2 separate regions of the Capra hircus genome follow, and region 2 is linked to region 1. The links are chromatin contacts, called in public Hi-C maps. All regions are on one chromosome and are shown on one strand. Each heading gives the region's core, a stretch centred on a gene start, on an enhancer-like site or on the middle of the called end of the contact. The rest is flanking DNA. Distances are from core to core; before and after follow the strand shown.

What was found. Hi-C and Micro-C count contacts between places; a contact is called where the count stands out from the background.
Region 2: a contact with region 1 is called in a Hi-C map of blood, with 6 times the contacts expected there. The contact joins the enhancer-like site here to the promoter of ISCU in region 1. A contact is called at or near these places in 3 of 5 Hi-C or Micro-C datasets (all in blood).

The regions. Positions count from the first base shown.
Region 1 is chr17:6,735,999-6,738,698 of ARS1.2, reverse strand. It overlaps ISCU (iron-sulfur cluster assembly enzyme ISCU, mitochondrial), which reads right to left and starts at 1,398. Exons shown (of 5, transcript XM_018061082.1): 1 at 1,229-1,398. The coding sequence starts at 1,342.
Region 2 is chr17:6,814,814-6,817,513 of ARS1.2, reverse strand. CORO1C (coronin-1C) reads left to right here. Exons shown (of 11, transcript XM_018061087.1): 9 at 571-628; 10 at 728-973; 11 at 2,041-2,700. The coding sequence ends at 2,160. Among named protein-coding and RNA genes, the nearest start is that of SELPLG, 16 kb to the right of the region's middle. Within about 2 kb of position 1,438, at least 1 of the 5 cell types and tissues checked has an H3K27ac peak or open chromatin away from gene starts, as enhancers often do.

The sequences.
Region 1 (2,700 bases), core at 149-2,648:
ACCCAAGTCACAGAGTTGGGCTCAAACAGCACTTGTGTAATTTCGGAAGAAAATCCATTCTCAAAAGAATGATTACTATTCAAAAACCTATACGTCTGTATGGTCCCAGAAGCCTCATGGAGATTGTTACAGGAGGAACAAGGCTATGGAATACGGCCATTTGTGTGTGGTGATAAATAACCAGCATGACTGTATTTCGGGGCCCTGAAATCTGCGGTGCCGCAGCGCGCCCTGGTGGCGGAAAGGCTGCGCGCGCCAGGTCATTCCGCGTGTACGGTCAACAATATACAGCCCTGGGTCCGCGGGGAGTGAGGTCTGTGCGCAAACGCGTGGAAGCCAGAACAGAGTAGACATCTATTCAAACTGGCACATGCGAGGCTTTAAAAACCTTGCGGTTTGTTTCCCAGTTAGTCGTTAAGTATTCCGAACTTCCAGTCCCCTTCCCCCGACCTATCCGACCACGGATTTTGACTTCCAAGTCCAAGGATCTGCAAGATAATACCCAGTTTCGACTTTCTGCCCCGGGGTTGATTTATCGCATTCTTTTTTTACTTAACCGGTTCCCAAGCGAGGCACGTCTCATGTGGCTGCCAACTACCCAACCTGTCTTAACTCACAGCATCCCACCACCCCCAAACCAAACCAAAACAAACACAAAAACGTGACGACTGTTGGTTACACGTCCATGTCCACTCGGAGGCTCTGAGCTCCTGCAACAGTAACACCGACCCTCAGCGGCCTCCCTGTGCCAAGCGCCCTGCCCAGGACTCCGCAGGCAATGGACTCGCGTACGGGGGCGCTGCCCAGACCCCATCTGACGAGCGCGGGGCAGTGACTCGCCCAAGGTCACTCGGCCGCTGTGTGTCCGGCGAGCCCGGACAGAGCAGGACCCTGCTTCCTGGGCAGCCGAGAGGCTTAAAGGCTGGATGGATGTTTCGGATTGAGGGCGGCTGCCGCTAGGCTAGCGGGAGCTGTCATTCTTGTTTCAGGCGCGGTTAGTCGCCCCAGCGCAGCGAGGGAAGGCCATTCGAGGCGGCCTCTTGAGAGGAAGGCCCCTCCATCCAGGGTTGGGGGCGGCCAGGGCCCTGGGCTGCAGTCGGGGTTCCAGGGCCGCGCAGAGCCGGGAGGGCCACTAGGCTGGGCTTCCGCTAGGACCCCTAAGTCCTCTGGGGGGTCCTCGCACTCCCGCCCGCCCCCCGCCCGGTGCGGACCCTCGGGCCGCTCTTACCTTCTTGTGATAGAGCCGAGCGGGAGCTGACAGCTCCCGGGCGGGCAGGCGCGGGGGCCGGAGCAACAGGGCCGACGCCGCCCGCCTCAGACGGCCCGCTCCAGCCGCCGCCATCTTGAAGGCTTGCGCCTGCGCAGGTGGAGCGCGCGGCCGAGGGGAGGGGCGCGTGCGCGAGACGGCTCCCAGCTGGGAGCGCGCACCCTCTAAAGTACCGGCGACCTTGCGCCTGCGCCCTCCCGCTGCGTTCACGTGTCCCCGTTTTGTTCCCGGGGCGCGGAGCCTAAAGGTTTGAAATCGTTCGAGGGCTGGTCCACCGAGCTGGGTTCTGAATCTTGAGGATCCTTGAGCTGGAAATCAGGACCCAGCTTTGCGTTCACAAAGTCCCACCGCCTAATTCGGCGCAGAGGCTCAACCAGTCCACCCTTCTTGGCTCTATTTTGCAGTTTAGGAATTTGAGGATCAGAACGGTTTAGTAACTTGCCCTAGGTTGCCCAGAGGGGCCCAGTTGGGATTCTGACTTGAACAGTCCTGAGTTAGAATCTCATTTCTGCTCCTAACTGGCTGTGTGCTGCTAAGTGAAACATAGTGTCATTGTAAACCTCGATCTTTTTTGTACTAATTCAAGGACAGTTCTTCATCCATTGAGCAAATCTTGTGTTGAGTATCTACTTTTTGTCAGGGTGCTTTGGGAAAACAACCCAAGACGACACAATTAAGTTTGCTACTGAGGGAGCAAGGCAATAAATAGACCCTCCAAGGCTTTTCTACCACTAAAGTGAGAAGCTTAACTAAAGGAAAGAATACTTTGCTCTGATTTTAAAAATTGTATATGTTTATGTCTCTATTAAAAAACAAACTGGCACAGATTAAATCACAAGATATAGCAATGAAGAGGTTCTAAGTAAATGTTTATTAATGTAATTTATTGATACTGGTTTGCAGAATATGATCCTATAAAATCAAAACTCACGTGTATTTAAGTGCTAGGCGCCAGGCATTAGATAAAGAGAAGGAATCTCTGGGAAATGAGTTATTCTCATGAATGGTGCAATCGATCCTTCCCTGAGGACTTAAGACTTTTTTGCGCGTTTGAGGCTCAGTTGCTGGGGAGACTGACTCACGCGCCAGGTCAGACTAGGTGGTAAGATATTTATTCCAAGAATCATTTTTGACCTTCTCAAGATGGCGCCAAACCCTTAACTACAACCATCACGCTCACTCCGTGGCTGCCTCTATGGCTTCCACTTCCTGCCTAAGGACCCAACTGCTGTCCGACGTTGTGCCGAAACGCATGCCCTGTTGGTGAGCTTTTTTATTCGAACAAGAGCTACTGAAAGTATATAAAATAACATGAATCTCGTGTATTTCGAGATTTCCATGTCATCCGAGGCGCATAGTTTCTCTTCAGGTGGCAGACGGGCGGGATTTTGACCAGGCGCGCGCCGCGGGCAGCTCCAACTACTGCGGGTCTT
Region 2 (2,700 bases), core at 189-2,688, 79 kb before region 1:
TGCACAGGTTTGGGGTTTGGTGTTCCTACTCTTCTCACACTCTGAATAATTCCAGATTTTTCTTGAGTGTTACCCCTGATGTGGTTTGCTCAGATGCCAACATTTAATTCCTAGGATTATTTTCATTTCCTTTTTAAAAACCCTGTTTATACTTATGAATGTTCACCACCTCATGTTGGCGGAAGACCTGGCATCCAGGTCACAGAGACCCTCAGAGTGGTGGGTGTCCATGGTCTCCTGGCTGTCACCTCAGTGGTTTCCTCACAGGCGGTTCCTCATTGGTGATGTTGACCATTTCCCCACAGCTCGTCGGCCCCCGATCAGTGGCACTTGACTGTCACCGTAGCGCCTGGCCTCTGCCCCTGGTTCACGGCCCTGTCCGCCGTTCCCCAGCATAGCTCCTCCCACTTCCCCTTCCTCCTCTGTGGATGGGAACACTGAGTTCTCCCTGCTCACCAGGATCCGTCAGATGAGGCGATGGGCAAACGCAGCATGTACAAGAGTGCCTACTAAGCCTGTTCCTTGGCCTGTTTCACTTAATACAACTTTGCCTTTATCTCTCTTTTGAAGATTCTTCAAACTTCACGAGAGGAAGTGTGAGCCTATTATCATGACTGTCCCCAGAAAGGTAAGTGCCCAGTTGTCTGGGTGACCTATGTTTAAAAAGAGCTTTAAGCATCCCACAGCTTTCTTCCTCACCTGTGAGTCTCGTCTGTGCCTCCTGTAGTCTGACCTTTTCCAAGATGACTTGTACCCTGACACGGCAGGGCCCGAGGCGGCCCTGGAGGCGGAAGAGTGGTTCGAGGGGAGGAATGCCGATCCGCTCCTCATCTCGCTGAAGCACGGGTACATCCCTGGGAAGAACAGGGACCTCAAGGTGGTCAAGAAGAACATTCTGGACAGCAAGCCCACGGCGAACAAGAAGTGCGACCTGATCAGCATCCCAAAGAAGACCGCAGATGCGGCCAGTGGGGTAAGGCCCGCCGGGCCTGGGGGGTGGGCTGGCCCAGCCTGGTCCTCCCAGAAGCGCCTGCCAGCCCTGGGCGTCTGCAAGTACTGTCCCCACCGGACAGGCAGGGCTCAGCTGTGATAACAGGCACTGTCTGACCACATGGCATTCATGGGTTTGATTCTTTTAGTTCTTTTTTTTAATGATGACTGGGATGGAAGTCAGCCTGTTACTGATGCTGGGGAGAGGAGGTCCTGGAAGGAGGTCCCGGAAGGAAGGAGTGGTGAGAGAGTGTAGCAGTTGCTGGGTGTTCGAGTGATGGAAGGATCTGGAGTGAGTGGGACTTAGAGGCTGAGATGACCCTGGGTGTCTTAGCAAGAGTCATGTCAGGGAGCAGAGGCTGGCAGTGAAGACCAGTGTGGCCCCGGGGAGGGCAGAGGTGAGCCAGGGAGGGATGGGGGTGGGGTGTCGGCAGGCTGTGGAAGGGAGTTCTGGGGGCCAGGAGGGCCGGGTGTTGTTGATGACGAGAGGAGTGGCAAGCAGAGGACAGGTGCCCTCAGGCTGTGGCCAAGGAGGCTGCTTGAGGCACCATGACTTTGGAGACAGCAGGGTTTCCTCCTGAAGAATCAGCTCCACCAGGGTGAAGCTCAGGCTCTTAGAGGAGCCACAGGGCAGGGGATGCAGTTCCCAGGAAGGACCTTCTGCAGGAGCTGGTGGGTGCTCGGCAGCCTCTAGAAGGTCACCCTCACCCTGGCCGCATAGAGGGTGTTCCTGCTTGAGGAGGGTGACAGGGGTGTCTGGAATGTGGGGCAGCCTTATAGGCTTGCCCTGTCGGTTTCTTCCAACAACTTAACTGTATCCCAAGAGTCCATCCAGGCAGGTGCACAGGTGAGGGGCCAGGAGTCATGTTGCACAGTTGCTCTGCTGTGGGGTCAGGGGAACAAGCCGGCGCTCATTGCGTTCCTATGAGGCCCAGCCTGCGACCTGCTACTTCCAAGTAGAACGTCCCGTTTGCGCCCCGTACATGCTACCTGTGCTGAACTTCGCTGCCTTAGTCACCCTCTTCTCTCCCCCCTTTTTTGTTTCCTTAGCAAAATGAAGCCAAGTTGGATGAGATTTTAAAAGAGATCAAATCTATAAAAGACACAATCTGCAATCAAGACGAGCGTATTTCCAAGTTAGAACAGCAGATGGCGAAGATAGCAGCTTGAAGGTCCACCCCACCCCCAAGATGGGAGCAGGAAGGCGTGGTCCCGGGGAGGGCGAAGGGAGGCACTGCCTTTGGAGACATTCCATTTCAGATCTGTCGACCAGCGACAGGCCACGTTCCCGTAAGAACTCAATTCGTCTCCCAAATTTGCAGAAACAAAATGTGATTTAAAAGCTGAGCTTTTTACCAGAAAACTTTTTTGATGTTTTAAGTGTTATGTGACTTGTGAACTTCTAAAAGACAAAAGTGCTACTTTGAAAATCCCAGATATTCTGAATTTTAGAAACCCAACCAATTCTGATTCAGTGTCCTGCCCAAGTACCTTTTCTTTCCTTTCTTTTTTTTTTTTTTTTTACAAATAGGGACCAATGCCACATTGCTTTTTATATTTCTTTTTTTTTTAATGTTGCCAAAACCAAAAGTAGCTTTTTTTTCTTTATATTTTGCTACTTTGCAGTATTTGTGTGTGGGTTTTTTTTTTCTTTAATTTGAAAGGGACAGCACTGTGTATGTTTATAAACTAAATGAAGATAAGATATTA